Regions from separate parts of the Ovis aries genome. Here region 2 is linked to region 1. The links are chromatin contacts, called in public Hi-C maps. All regions are on one chromosome and are shown on one strand. The core of a region is the stretch at or near the end of the contact, and the rest is flanking DNA. Distances in the headings are between cores, read along the strand shown.

What was found. Hi-C and Micro-C count contacts between places; a contact is called where the count stands out from the background.
Region 2: a Hi-C map of liver shows a contact between it and region 1, with 1.9 times the contacts expected there. The contact joins the promoter of BTNL2 here to the enhancer-like site in region 1. A contact is called at or near these places in 4 of 16 Hi-C or Micro-C datasets (blood and liver).

Annotation. Positions count from the first base shown.
Region 1 is chr20:25,434,886-25,442,097 of ARS-UI_Ramb_v3.0, forward strand. No RefSeq gene overlaps it. Among named protein-coding and RNA genes, the nearest start is that of BTNL2, 32 kb to the right of the region's middle. Within about 2 kb of position 2,611, at least 5 of the 54 cell types and tissues checked have an H3K27ac peak or open chromatin away from gene starts, as enhancers often do. A contact at or near this core is called in liver, where this site is marked.
Region 2 is chr20:25,467,884-25,475,095 of ARS-UI_Ramb_v3.0, forward strand. It overlaps BTNL2 (butyrophilin like 2), which reads left to right and starts at 2,892. Exons shown (of 9, transcript XM_027958971.3): 1 at 2,892-2,988. The coding sequence starts at 2,934.

The sequences.
Region 1 (7,212 bases), core at 1,361-3,860:
CTCAACATATGGTCTATTCTTGAAAATTTTCCATGTGCACTTAGAAGAATGTGTATTCTACTGCATTTGGATGGAATGTCTTTACATCTAGCCTAATATTTCATTTAAAGCCACTGTTTCTTTGTTGACTTTTGATCTAGATGATCTATCCATTGATATAAGTGGGGTGTTAAAGTCCCCTACCGTTATTGTATTCTGCCCATCCCTTCCTTTAGATAGCTTAATATTTGGTTTGTGCATTTCGGTACTTCTGTGTTATTGTGTGGGCTTCCCTGGTGGCTCAGTGGTAAAGAATCCAGTTGCCAATGCAGAAGACGTGGGTTCAGTCCCTGGGTCGGGAAGATTCCCTGGAGAAGGAAATGGAGCCAACTTCAGTACTCTTGCCTGGGAAAGCCCGTGGACAGAGGAGCCTGGTGGGCTACAAACCATGGGGTCACAAAAGAGTCAGATGCGACTTAGTGACTAATAGCAACAATGATAGGTGCATATGTATCATTAACTGTTGTGTCTTCCTAGTGAACTGTTCCCCTTACCATTCTGAAATGTCCATCTTTGTCTCTTGCCATCTTTCTGACATGAAGTCTATTTTATCTGATATGAATGAGGCTACACCACTCACTGTCTTCTGGCTGACATTGAGCATCACCTTCCGTCCCTGCACTTTGAGCCTATGTTTGTCCTCAGAGCTGAGGTGCATCTCCTAGAGGATCTTGTACCCATCATTGGGTCTTGTTTGTTACTCCATCCAACCATCACGTGTGTTTGGCGAATTCCTATCATTGACATTTAGTGTGATTATTGAGAAATGGAAAATGGTAATGCACTCCAGTATTCTTTCCTGGAGAATCCCTTTGACAGAGGAGCCTGGTGGGCTCCAGTCCGTGGGGCCGCACAGCCGGGCACGGCTGGGCGGCTGAGCACAGGGCCAGCGTTCTCTCTTTTCTGGCTGCACTATCCTTCCTTTCCCTTGTGCTTCTGTCTGCCGTGTTAGCTTGTTGGTTTTGCATAACGCTTTTCTCAGTTTCCTCTTTTTTGTTTCATATCTCTGCCCTAGACTTACATCATATGGTTACCATGAGGTTTGTATAAAATGTCTTACAGATAAAAGAGTCCTTTTTCTGCTGGCATCATCGTGTCTCCATTTGTCCATGCAGGTTCCATCCTTCTCCTCATCCTCTCTTGGGTTTCTGTTATCTCACAATGTCCCTTTCCACGTTGTGAACTTGTTACCAAATTGAGGCAGCGATAGCTATTTTTACTGCTCTTTTTCTCCATTTCCCCTTCATACTATAACTGTTTAAACATCTGCTGTGATAGAGAGTTGCAGTTGTCTGATTCTGTCTGTCAATATATCACTTCCTTAAGGTTTTGTGTACTTTTGCTTTTTTGTCTCAGGTGGAAGGGCACTTTTAACATTTCTTATAAGTATTACGTTGATGGCCCCCTTCAGCTTTTGTTTGTCTGGGAAGGCCTTTATTTCTCCTTCTTACTCGGATGATAATGTTGCTGATTAGACTATTCTTGACTGACAGTTTTTACCTTTCAGAATTTTGAGTTTGTCATTTCACCTTTCTGCGGAGTATCTGCTGAGAACTCTGCTGAGAGTCTAATGAGGGTTCCTTTGGAGAAGGAAATGGCACCCCACTCCAGTACTCTTGCCTGGAGAATCCCATGGAGGGAGGAGCCTGGTTAGGCTACACTCCATGGGGTCGCAAAGAGTCAGACACGACAGAGCGACTTCACTTTCACTTTGGCATATACCATCCTTTTTCCTTGGACTCCTTTAAAATTCTCTCTTTGTCATTAATTTTTGGGAGGCTTAATATAATGGGTCTTGGAGAGGTGATTTTGCATGGAGATAATTAGGTTTGTTCTTAGCTTTGTGGACCTGCATATCCAGTTCCTTTCCCAAGTTTAGGAATTTCTCAGCTACTATTTCTTTGAGCAAACTCTCTACTTTCTTCTCCCTCTTTTCTTTTTCTGTGATACCCATTATCCTAATTTTTCCTTCGCAAAAGAGTCAGTTCTTATAGAATTTCCTCGTTTGTTTTTAGATCTTGATTCTCTTTCCTCTTCTACTTGTATCATTTCTAGATTTCTCTCTTTAAACTCACTAACTCTCTCTTCCATGTGCTCCGCTCTACTTCCAATGCTTCTAATGCATTCTTCACCTAATTTATAGATTTCTTCAGCTCTAGAATTTTGGTTTATCTCTTTTTTTTTAAGAGTTTCTACCTCTTTTGTAAATATTCCTTCTGCTCATTCATTTTATTCCTGAGCTCACTGAACTGCCTTTCTGGGTTTCTTTGTAGCTTGCTATTTTGAATACTCTTATAAGATCACAATAGTGCACGACTTTACGTTTGGTTCCTAGAGAACTGTCATTTTCTCTTTGTGATTCCATGTAACAGTGGTGCTTCATGGTGGTTGATGGGTTGTTCCTTTACTGGTGCATCTGAAATAACACCTTTCTTCCTTAGGTAAAACTTCGACAAAAATTTAAAACCTTAATTCTAATGATTCTCCCTTTAGAAATTAGAGTTCTTCCTATGTATTCCAGTAGGTGGCGCTATATCGCAGCTGTCTGGTTTCTTTTACCTGCCCTACCTCCAGTTGTATCTGAGATTTGGCAATTTCACTGCCTCTTTCAGAAGTGTTGGGCGTCTGAACCTCCTGGGTCATTGGTGCCTCGCTGCTGCCAGTGTCGCTAGTAATGTCACCTGGGCACTTCTGAATGGAGCGTGGGGATCTCCTGAGTCACAGGACCTGTTGCTATGGAGAGGGGAGGAAGAGGATAGGGGATGGAAGGCCAGAGTCGAGGGGTTTTCCGCTCTAAAAGCTGAGGGAGAAGCAGTCCTGTTCAACTTCTGCTGTGTAAAGCTAAAGCGTTAATTTCTCGGTTTTGTCTGACTCTATGCAACCTCATGGATTATTAGATGACTACATCAAAGGATAGATAACTGATAGTTTTTTCATAGGATTCTATTTACTAATTAGCAACATATTCTTGTATATTTTCTTGATATAAAGCAAGAGAAGGTGAATAATAAAAGGATGCATTCCCAATAAAATAAGAAAAATCCTAATGGGAGCCAGGAATAAGTAATTGAACACATTTTTGTTTTTTGTTTTTATATAAAACATTAACAGGCTTCCCTGGTGGCTCAGATGGTAAAGAATCTACCTGCAATGCAGGAGACATGGGTTTGATCCCTGGGTCAGGAAGATCCCCTGGAGAAGGGAATGGCTACCCACTCCAGTAATCTTGCCTGGGGAATTCCATGAACAGAGGAGCCTGGTGGGCTACAGTCCATGTGGTGGGACTATAGAGTAGGACATGGTTGAGCGACTAACATGGTGTTTCTCTTCTCTATTAATTCTTCTAAAGCAAAAGTGCACCAACAGCTGACTTTGACTTTTATTGATCTTTCAGCCTCTTGCAAGCTTTGATCAGGACAGTTGGCCTTAGCATATTCTTAGATTAAATGCTACAAGATACCTTCAAGATCCTCCATTCCACACAGATCACCTATCCTAAACCTCTTTTTCTCTGAATATTTTGGGGGTGCCACTAAACTTGGACGGTATCAGGAGACAAACCTGGGAGGTTTTTTCATTCGAGTTAAGTTACTGACTAAATTTCCATTTCCTTTAGTTTACGAGAAACATCGCTTCCGGTCAGGAAGTACAGATTATGCTCTAATCAGTGGCTGTAATTCTGTAACATCACCAGTTACCGGGGGATGGTGTTCCTTAAAGCGTCCACAGAATCATAGCGTTTTTCAGTATTGAGAAAGGTACCTTCATGTCAGTTGTACTTTCCCCAAATCGACAAGTGTAAAAAGGATCAGATTAAAGTTCTTCTAAATTGCAACCATCTGCTCTCTAGCACTTCCGCTCCTAAACACACTTACACGTACTTTTGGCGAAATGTCTGTATCTTCAAGCAAGAGAGATGAATGCTTTTTAGGCTCAAACAAGGAGCACAGCTGGCTCTCCATACAGGCCCAGATAAAATGTGTCGGATACAACCAGATCAAACATTTAAAACACTAAATTAAGAACAATCTTTAAAAAAAGATGTGTATTTATTTAGCTGCCCTGGGTCTTAGTTGTGGCACGCAGGATCTTTGATCCTTGCCTGTGAGTTCTTTCATTTGTAGTGTGGGAACTCTAAGTTGTAGCACGTGGGATCTAGTTCGCTAACCAGGGATCAAACCTGGGCCCCTTGTATTGGAAGCGTGGAGTCTTAGCCACTGGACCACAAGGGAAGTACCCTCCCCCCTTTTTTATTGGAGTATAATTGCTTTACAATATTTTGTTAGTTTCTGCTGTACAGTGAAGTGAATCAGCTATATTTATACATATATTCCCTCTCTCATGGCCCACCCTCCCACCACCATGCCCCTCATCCTATTCATCTAGGTCATCACAGAGGACTGATGGTGTCTGTTCTTTACATCCGCATCTCTATTCCTGCCCTGCAGACACCAAAACAGGGCAGGTTGAGAAAAGTCTAAGTGTCAGAGAAGGACTTCCATACTGAATTTATGACCAGCAACTGATGATGTCATAGATCACTGATGCTGATTTGGTCCAACACTGAGATCATCCAATCCAGGAACAAAGAAATGAGTTTCTTGATTGGTGTTACTTGGGATACAGGTGGGGAGAGGGTTCTTGTCCTCACTGGATGACACTCACATGCTCTCCTCACCCTTTCCTTTCCTGTTCTCCAGCATGGTATGTCTGTATTTCTCCAGAGGCTCCTGGATGGCCGCTCTGTTAGTGATGATGGGGCTGAGCCCTCTCTTGGCTTGGGCCAGGGAGACCCAGTGTATGCACACCTTGGGTGGTGAGCTATTGGGGTGTGGGAGAAGAAAGAGTACTTTAGTCTCTATGTCCAGACCATGTCCCCTTAGAGATTGTGACTCCAACCTACAACAAACAGTTCCTGAATACTTGCCCTCTCTAGGACAGTGACATACGCAAGCCGTCATATCTATATTCTGTTTCTTCTCAACTCCCTTCCGATGAAGGAGTCTTGCATCTCCAGCCTTGCATCCCATCCCTTCAGGTATTTGAGAAAACTTAGAAACAATAGTGTTGAAATAATTTTTCATTCAGTTGTTCTCTTTATTATATGAATTATGCAAGAAAAAGGGAAAGTTTCCCTGAAGATTTTATGGCAAATCTAAAGAATTAGGGAGTGCTGTGCTGTGCTTAGTTGCTCAGTCATGTCTGATTCTTTGTGACCCCATGGACTGTAGCCCAGCAGGCTCCTCCATCCATCGGGATCCTCCAGGCAAGAATACTGGAGTGGGTTACTGTGCCCTCCTCCGGGGGTCTTCCCAACCCAGGCATTGAACCTAGGTCTCCCACATTTCAAGTATATTATTTACCATCTGAGCCACCAGGAAGCCCAAGAATACTGGAGTGGGTAGCCTATCCCTTCTCCAGGGCATCTTCCTGATCCAGGAATCAAACCAGGGTCTCCTGTATTGCAGGCAGATTTCTTTACCAGCAGAGCTACCAGGGAGACTTGTTCTAAAAGATCGTGTTATGTCCTCAACAGGATCTGTGATGATGCCATCTCTCCCAGTGGGAGGATGTATCAAGGGACCTCCCCCATTATCCTCTTTCTTTTTCCCCCAAACCCAAATGTTTATAAAAATTTGAATCCTTGTATTAGATGTTCTTTGACAGAGTTAATTTTCTCTTTATTTATCTTGGGTAAAGTACCCTGGAGCTGAAGCAGTGTTTCTTAGTACTTAGAATGACCATGTAGATAAGCAGTATCTATGGGATGTCTTAAAGAACTGAAGGCATCTTCTGAAAACCCAACACAGGTTAGTAACCATCATGAATCTATTTTGAGCCTTTCTATGCTATCAGTTTCTCCTACAACTCCCCTTTCTCTGACCTGAGCATACAAGCATCCAATAATTCAATGAGTATAGAATAAATTATGTGAAATTCCGATTGTGTAGGTCACAGATAGTCAAATATCAACCATTTCACATGGCAAGCCATGTGCCCTGAATGGGTACAGAGAGTGTGACGGTTGTTTCCATCCCATTGGGCTGAAAGCCAATAGGCAAGTTGCAGGAACTCATTAGCCTCTTGGAGTCTCAGGCCCACAATTTGTAAGATTGGACGTCATGTCTTCTGTTTCCCTTAATCAGTTATGTTTGCTTATATCAACTTTTAACTCCTTCCAATTCTTTTCCCAACCATGCCATCACCAGATTTGAAAATCCCCAAAGCTGGCACAGACCCTCAGCACTATAATAGATTCATTGAACTACTTAAAACATAGTGAACTCTCCCTCTTTCTAAATGACCATTTCCTCCCTGTGAATGTTTATTCCAACTAGTAGGTGGAGAAAGAAGAAATTCGTCTGAATTTCTCTCAGGGAGTAGAAGGGATGTAATGTGCCATTAGAATAAGAGAGTGCTGGCCCTGAGCCTTTTCCTGCTTTCCAGGGTTCTCGCAAAGATCACTTCCTATAATCCCGGGTTTACTCATTTTGACCAAAAATATTTTTCTAAGCAGCTGCTCTATTCTGGACTCTGTTCTTGGCTCAGACAATTCTACTTGAATAAGATATGAAAATCCTCTATCATCAATAGAACTTATCTAATGACAGGAGAGAAAGACAATAATCAAGTAAGTATTCAACACAAAGCGAATATAAGAACATTTCAGTGAGCAATGGGGCTCTGACAAACAAAATCTGTGCTGGACAGAGAAAATGGAATTCATCCAAATTTAGTTCAGGTGTCTAGGGCGCTCTGTCTGATAAAGAGACATTCTGTTGAGATGTGAATGAGAAGAAGCCAGTCCCGTGAAGCAGCTAAGGGACAAGTGGGAACATGAGAAAGGCCAAATGTGGGCAGATGCTTGTTGTGTTTAAGGGACAGAAAGAAAGTTAGAGTGGCTGAAGCAGAGCAAGCAGGTTGAGGGGTGAAATAAGTTGAGGTCAGAGAGGAAGTCAATGATGATGAAGATGTTATTCACTTCAGGAAGTTAAAAAATAAGAATATCTATCTTCTGAGCCTGCATTCTTAAGGGTTATAAAATTAAAATGTCAGTATATTTATTGAATATTTACTTGATCAGCACTAGGAAGAGTCACTGTTTATTAATAATTTCACACTTAACAATATCCTATGAGGAACATATTATTGTTAAATCCATTAAGCTTCTGG
Region 2 (7,212 bases), core at 1,642-4,141, 33 kb after region 1:
TGCATCACGGGTTGTTCCAAGAACTTCTCCCATTGAACAGAATTATCAGATGCTGCCTGCTTGAAATGCTTTGATCCTGTTACCCTTCTGAGTGACTCTGAGAGCTAAATGAGCCTGCATATTTGATCAAAGCTAAGAAGATCCCCTGGTCCCTCATTTTATTCATTTTTTACACATATATGCATATATGAGACATTATCAGTGTTATTAGAGTGTTATTATCTAATAAGTGTCTGCTGCTACATTTACACAGATAAAGGAGTTATTAATGTCCCATCTGGTTTTGATCACTCTCCCCCACTTTTATATAGTAAGACCACAGCCCTAAAAGAGTCTCCTTATCAACACCACTCTGGGATTTATCAAAGTAGCAGAAAGTTTGGGGCAGATAGCTCCCCTACATGTTCATGGTTAAGTTTAATAACCAGTGGGCTTAACTTTCATGTGACATTTAATATTTGTATTTCTTTGTGATTTCTCTTAACCTACATCACGTGATAACACTATGAAATTAAAAAAAAAATTTTGGAATCTTTGAATATCCTAAAGATGCTATTTCTATTCTTTAGGCATATATATCTTTTCTTTTTTGGCATAAAGTCACTCTTGCTGTCTATCAATACTGCTTTTGAAGTCAAGAAATTCTACCACTTCTCTTCGTGAATTGCTTTTCTCCTACCTAATGGATGCCTTATGTTTTTAACATATTGCAGCCAACACATTTCTATCTACTCAGAAAACACTCACAGCAGAGGAAAGCACCTCTTCTTCTGGAGTTACCCTGTCTGGCATTGTCCTGATGCTCAGTGTCCAGGAAATGTAACATCACCACAGCCTCCTCCCTAGTACAGAGCTGAGACTTTCCTTAGCTCGCTTTCTAGAACCCGCATAGGAAGAATAGGCAAAGGGCCCTCCATCCCTCACATGGATTGATGGCACCTGGACTCTGCAGTATCCCTGGGATTCTGGGAAAAGTGTTGGGGAATACAGTCAACTGGAAGTCTCCTATGAAAAAGTGAGATAACGGTCAGCATCATCAAAGCTTTAGGTGCGTAAAGTCCACGATCTGGAAAACCTAGTCTTGGGTAGGAGCTTTGATCACCCTTGGGGTGGGTCCCCACAGTGACCCTGCATGACCGGTGGAAGCATGTTCCACCCATATCTACTTGCACTGGGCCATGCATGGTCATGCACTGGTGCACTCACTCCGCATCATTAAACCACCAGGCACTGGATGACGTTGTCCCCACGTGTCCCCTCATCCCGCTGGTTTCAGCGGCACCCTCGCTGCACCTGGGTAGAACTTCTGTCGAGCTTCTGTGACACTGATGTCACATGTGGGGAAATAACACAGCATATTCAGCTGCAGCGTGGGCTGTTTAGCCCTGGGGGAAGCAGCAACGGAACTGCTGACAGTGGTCAGCAGCCAGAGACCCGTGCTTGCGTGTGCTTAGCCTTGTAGCCTTGTCTGGAGGCCAAGAGGAAGAGCCAAGAGCGATGATCTGACCCTTAATCACACTGCACAAGGAACCGGAGCTTCTGCTTTGTACTGGTTCCCACTCAGAGAAGGTGGAAGGATACCGTTTCAAGCAGGAAAGGCTGTGCAGTGCCGGGCAGGGAGATAAGGGTGGAGGGGAGAAGTATGGCTGCCAATGACCCCCATACCCACTCAGCCTGTACAGACCCCTTATCTGAAATCACAAGAATGGTCTCACCAGAGGTCCAGTACACAGCACAAAAGATCCTGGAGAAAAGGTGGGGGCCCTAGAGATACGCTTTTCTTTTTTTCTTTTATGAAAGGTCTGTTTTGTGAAACATACATCGTTGTGAGTTGCTCTGAGAGAGAGGCCTGGTTCTTTGGATCATATTCAAGCTCTGGAGGCATCTCTCACCCTTAATAATCTGCCTATGTGCTCAGCAGGCCTCAAGGTGATGGCTTTGGAAAGTTGGAGCAAGTTTGGTGCAGAAGTCAGGGTCCATAAACCTATAAAACCTGTCTCTCAGATTGGCTCTGATGCCCTAAGGTACAGGCCAGGGCTGCAGGGGGGCTTTGGTACTTTCCTGACAACATTTTTTTTTTTTGCCATTCTTCTTCTTTATTTAGATTTATTGCTCCTCCGTCATACCAGTTTTATTCTTCCCTAGGGAAAACTGCCCAAGGGACATGTGAGTCTATTTATTTCAAATTACATGCAATAGGAAAGACACAGTCCAGGAAACAGTCCAGGTGTCCATTACAAGTGACAGGTGGAAAAAATAAAGTACAGCCACACCACGCAGTGCAGTGAAGCTGCTGAAAGTAATCATGAGGCGGCGGGGGCTGGTGGGGATGGCAGGGGGACAAGCAGAGGGGCCCAAGAATAAGGGACTTTTGGCCTGGGATTTGCAGGCACCAGTAACTGGAGCAACAGAAGCTACAGCTGAAAGGCAGAAGCTGAAATTAGTTCCCAGAACAAATAATGTCACTGGACCCTGGAGCCAAACACACAGCTTTCCATGGAGAGCTGCCTAATTGCACCAACCATTCCTGGATTTCCCCTCCCTCTTCTCCTCTGCTGAGGTAGCTATATCTTCATGATAAAAGGATCAGAATGGTTTCTCACACTTTATTTATCTGGGAAAAAAAAATCTAGCCATCTGAGCAGCTGTAGACAGTGTTCTTCCCACATGGACATGCTCCTCCTTGGTGATGTTTCCTGCTTTTATATCTTCTGACTATGTCAGCTACACACCAGTCATCATGGACCAGAAATTAATTTCAAGTTGATTTTATTTAGGCAAGAAGTGAGGACTGTGGGACTGCTGGGTTCTTCCGAGAGCTGGTCACCTCCACCAGGGGATGATGGTTATCGTGCTGCTCACAGGGCCTGGTCAGCACAGAACACTGTCAGGAAGTGACTGGTTACAACACGAGAGTGACTGTAACGTCCTACATGGCAGCCAGCAAGAGAAAGACAGCGCTGAATACGCCTCACTCTGAAAATCTAGGTGAGGGCCAAAAAGGTCACATATGTTTGTGAATTTAGCTATAATGTATATGAAGATATATAAAGGTATTTATCCATTCAATGGTTAGCGAATGTTTTGCTCTTATGAATAATGTTGGTATGAACTTGCAGCAGTTTCTTTAGGTGTGTGTTTAAGAGTAGAATGCAGAGTTGTAATGCATGTACATATTTTCAATGTTACTATGTAATTTTGACTCTGAAATGACTGTATCAATTGTCCTATCAATTGTATATTGGCAGAAACGTTGTTCCACACCCTTGCTTATGACTGCTATGTTTTGACATTTTTATTATTTTTTCAGGCTGTTTTTGTTTGCATTCCTCTGATTAGTACTGAGGAGGTTGAATGACTTCTCATATTTACATATAATTTAGATGTGTCTGTAGAATGTTTCTTCTTGCCTTTGCCACTTTGGTTTTCTTGCACATTATAAATTTTACAGTTGTCTATTTCTGCAAAGCAAACCCGCTGGGAACATTGATGAGGATTGTGTTGAAGAGAACTGGAGTTTCAACCACACCCCGTTTATCTGAAACCAAGCATCTTCTATCTCTCCATGTATTTGAGATTTCACTAGTCTCTGGTATCAGATGGGCTTCAAAATCACTGCAGATGGTGACTGCAGCCATGAAATTAGAAGACGCTTACTCCTTGGAAGGAAAGTTATGACCAACCTAGACAGCATATTGAAAAGCAGAGACATTGCTTTGTCAACAAAGGTCCGTCTAGTCTAGGCTATGTTTTCTCCAGTGGTCGTGTATGGATGTGAGAGTTGGACTATAAAGAAAGCTGAGTGCCGAAGAATTGATGCTTTTGAACTGTGGTGTTGGAGAAGACTCTTGAGAGTCCCTTGGACTGCAAAGAGATCCAACCAGTCCATCCTAAAGGAGATCAGTCCTGGGTGTTCATTGGAAGGACTGATGTTGAAGCTGAAACTCCAATCCTTTGGGCACCTGATGCGAAGAGCTGACTCATTGGAAAAGACCCTGATGCTGGGAAAGATTGAGGGCAAGAGGAGAAACGGACGACAGAGGATGAGATGGTTGGATGACATCACCAACTCAATGGACATGGGTTCAGGTGGACTCTGGGAGTTGGTGATGGACAGGGAGGCCTGGCGTGCTGCGGTTCATGGGATCGCAAAGAGTCAGACATGACTGAGCGACTGAACTGAACTGAACTGGTATCAGAACTTTGTAGTTTTCCCTGGTGAGACATCATATATATTATGGTTAAACACGTAACTATTCTAGGCTTTTATTGCTATCAGAAATGGCACCCCACTCCAGTACTCTTGCCTGGAAAATCCCATGGATGGAGGAGCCTTGTAGGCTGCAGACCATGGGGTCGCTAAGAGTCGGACACGACTAAAGCGACTTAGCAGCAGCAGCAGCAGCAGCATGCAGTGTTCATCTGCTAGCATAGCAAATCACAATTGTTTTTTCTTTTTATATTGCGATCACTAAACTCACACATTCTAGACATTTTAATAACTTTCTTAGGATTTTCTATGAAGGTGTATAAAATGCTTCCCAGGTTGCAATGTTCATTATTTGTCAAAAAGAGTCTGAAATTAGGACTTCCCTAGCGGTCCAGTGGTTAAGACTCCATACTTATACTTCAGCATCAAACCAGGTTTGATCCCTGGTTGGGGAACTAAGATCCTGCATGCCATGTGGCATGGCCAAAAATAAGTAAAAATAAAAACTGATGCAAATAAATCCATGCTGAACATAAAATCAAAATAAAAAGTCTGAAATGATGTGAATCTGCTTTGCTCATATTAATTTGTAAAGTAATATTATTTTAAAAAATAAAGCCCGATTGATTTTTAAAATTGAAGAACACTTGAAAGATAGCTTTGCATATCCAAACTTTATGTTAAATTACAGTCAGATATAGTCAATTAAATATCTTGGACATGATCGTGGAACTAGTCACCAGTTGTGTCCCTATTCCAGTTTAAATCATTTTCATGGCCTTCAGGGTGTAGGTTTCCTTCTCTGCCAATATCTAGGATACTCTTTATTCTCATATGTGCCCACAAGTAGATATTTCCCTGATATTGAAAGCTCCATGTGCCTATTAGATGCTCCGCCTCCACCAACTCCAGCACTGATGGCTCACAGCACTCAGTGAAGTATGAATCATTCCATCAGTTTTATTTCATGAAGCATTTTCTCCATAAAGATTTTCCTAGTTCCCCCATACACTGGACTATCACAATTTAGTGCCTATGTTCTCTTCTTTTAAAGCTGCAAATGGCCTTGAGAACTGGATTTATAATTTTTTCAGCATTGCTTCTTCAATAGTTCAGTTCAGTTGCTCATTCGTGTCCGACTCTTTGCGACCCCATGGACTGCAGCATGCCAGACCTCCCTGTCCATCACCAACTCCTGGAATTTACCCAAACTCACGTCCATTGCTTTAACAGTGCTTGGTAATGAAACATGGTAAAAATGAATGTGAGAAAGGAAGCAGCCTCTCTCTCAAGGAATCTTTCCTTTTTTCTCTCCCTTCGCCTTCAGTCTCTCGCTCCTCTTCCGTTCCCATCCCACCCACACCTCCAGGGTGGTCCAGTTAAGGAATTCTAGAGCCCCAGAAGACTGAAGCAGGTTCTGCAGCCGCAATTTTCCTGGCTCTGCTCCCATGTGGTGCAATTTATGAAAGGAAGAGATTGGAAGGTAAGATCTGGGACATTTTAGGACCAGCTGTTAGCCTTTCCCACCTCACGCCGAAGGCTTCACGCATGCTCAGTCCTTTCAGTCCTGTACGACTCTTTGCAACGCTACGGACTGGAGCCCACCAGGCTCCTGGGTCCATGGTATTCTTCAGGCAAAAATACCGGGGTAGGTTGCCATTTCCTGCCCCCACAGGATCTTCCCGACCCAGGGATGCAACCCGCGTTTGTCACCGTCTCCTGCATTGCAGGCGATTTTTACCTACTGATCAGCCACCTGGGAAAGCCCCTGAAAACACGGTGCATGTTCTTGGACAAACATGCCATCTACTGGTCACTTGCGGAACTGCAGTAGCCTGGGTGAAGGCTAGGAGAACCCAGTGTTTCAAGGACTGATGCTCAAGATGAAGCTCTAATACTTCGGCCACTTGATGCGTAGATTCGACTCATCAGGAAAAACCCTGATGCTGGGAAAGACTGAAGGCAAAAGGAGAAGGCGGTGGCAGAGGATGAGATGGTTAGGTAGCATCATCGACTCAGTGGATACGAATTTCAGCAAACTCCGGGAGATAGTGAAGGACAGGGGAAACCTGGTGTGCTGCAGTCCATGGGGGTCACAAAAAGTCAGATGCAACTTAATGACTGAACAACAGCAACATGTGAAAGAAAGAAGTGTGGCAGTACAAGGGTGCAGAGGCAGGAAGCTCGCTCGGTTAGCGTGCTTTTCTTTAACCTCCCCCCCCCCCGACCCCGACCCCCCGGAAAACATTCAGAAGATTCTCCTGTTTTCAGTTTGAGATGCCTGGCTACCTCTGTGAGTGCATTCTCTGGGATCCTGGGAAGAGTCTACAAGTATTAACATGCATCCTGTGGTCCTTTTAATTCCCGGACTGCGTCATCCACGCTCGTTTGCTAGTCAGTTTGTATAAGCTTCAGTAACTCTTCCCATGAGTTTTAGCACTACAAGCTAAAACCCGCAGCAGAATCAACTGCATATGACTTTATCACTTTCAAAAACCACGGATGGCAATTTGTGATTGCTTTTACACTTCTGTGACTTTTTCACAGAGGTAAATTTTGAAGTAAAAATTTAAATATAAAGGTACATTTTAAAATGTAAACACTTTTGAGGAGTTGGTTTGTCAGACACTCTTTGGATTCTAAGACAGGGATGGCTCTAACAACACAAGAAGCCCTTCAGCTTGGACTGTGGGACCCTCAGAACTAGGATTTATCTCAGCTCCCATTCCTAAATGTTTGGGTATTTTAAGCACCATGATGCAGAAGTTCCGCTGCTTTTTAATTTTTATACTGACTTCTGGAGGAAAATCTGTAAGAAGGGGAGATTTTTTTGTTAAGAAAGCCGAATCTGAACGAGAGTCTTTGGGACCAACTGCAGTGTTACAGTTACTCTATTTTTGTGGCATGGACTATGGAAATCACCATATTCTTCCTCCCCTTTAAATGATGCCTCTGTAGGATCTCACTTTGTCACTGATTCTTTTTCTTCCCGGGTTTTGGCC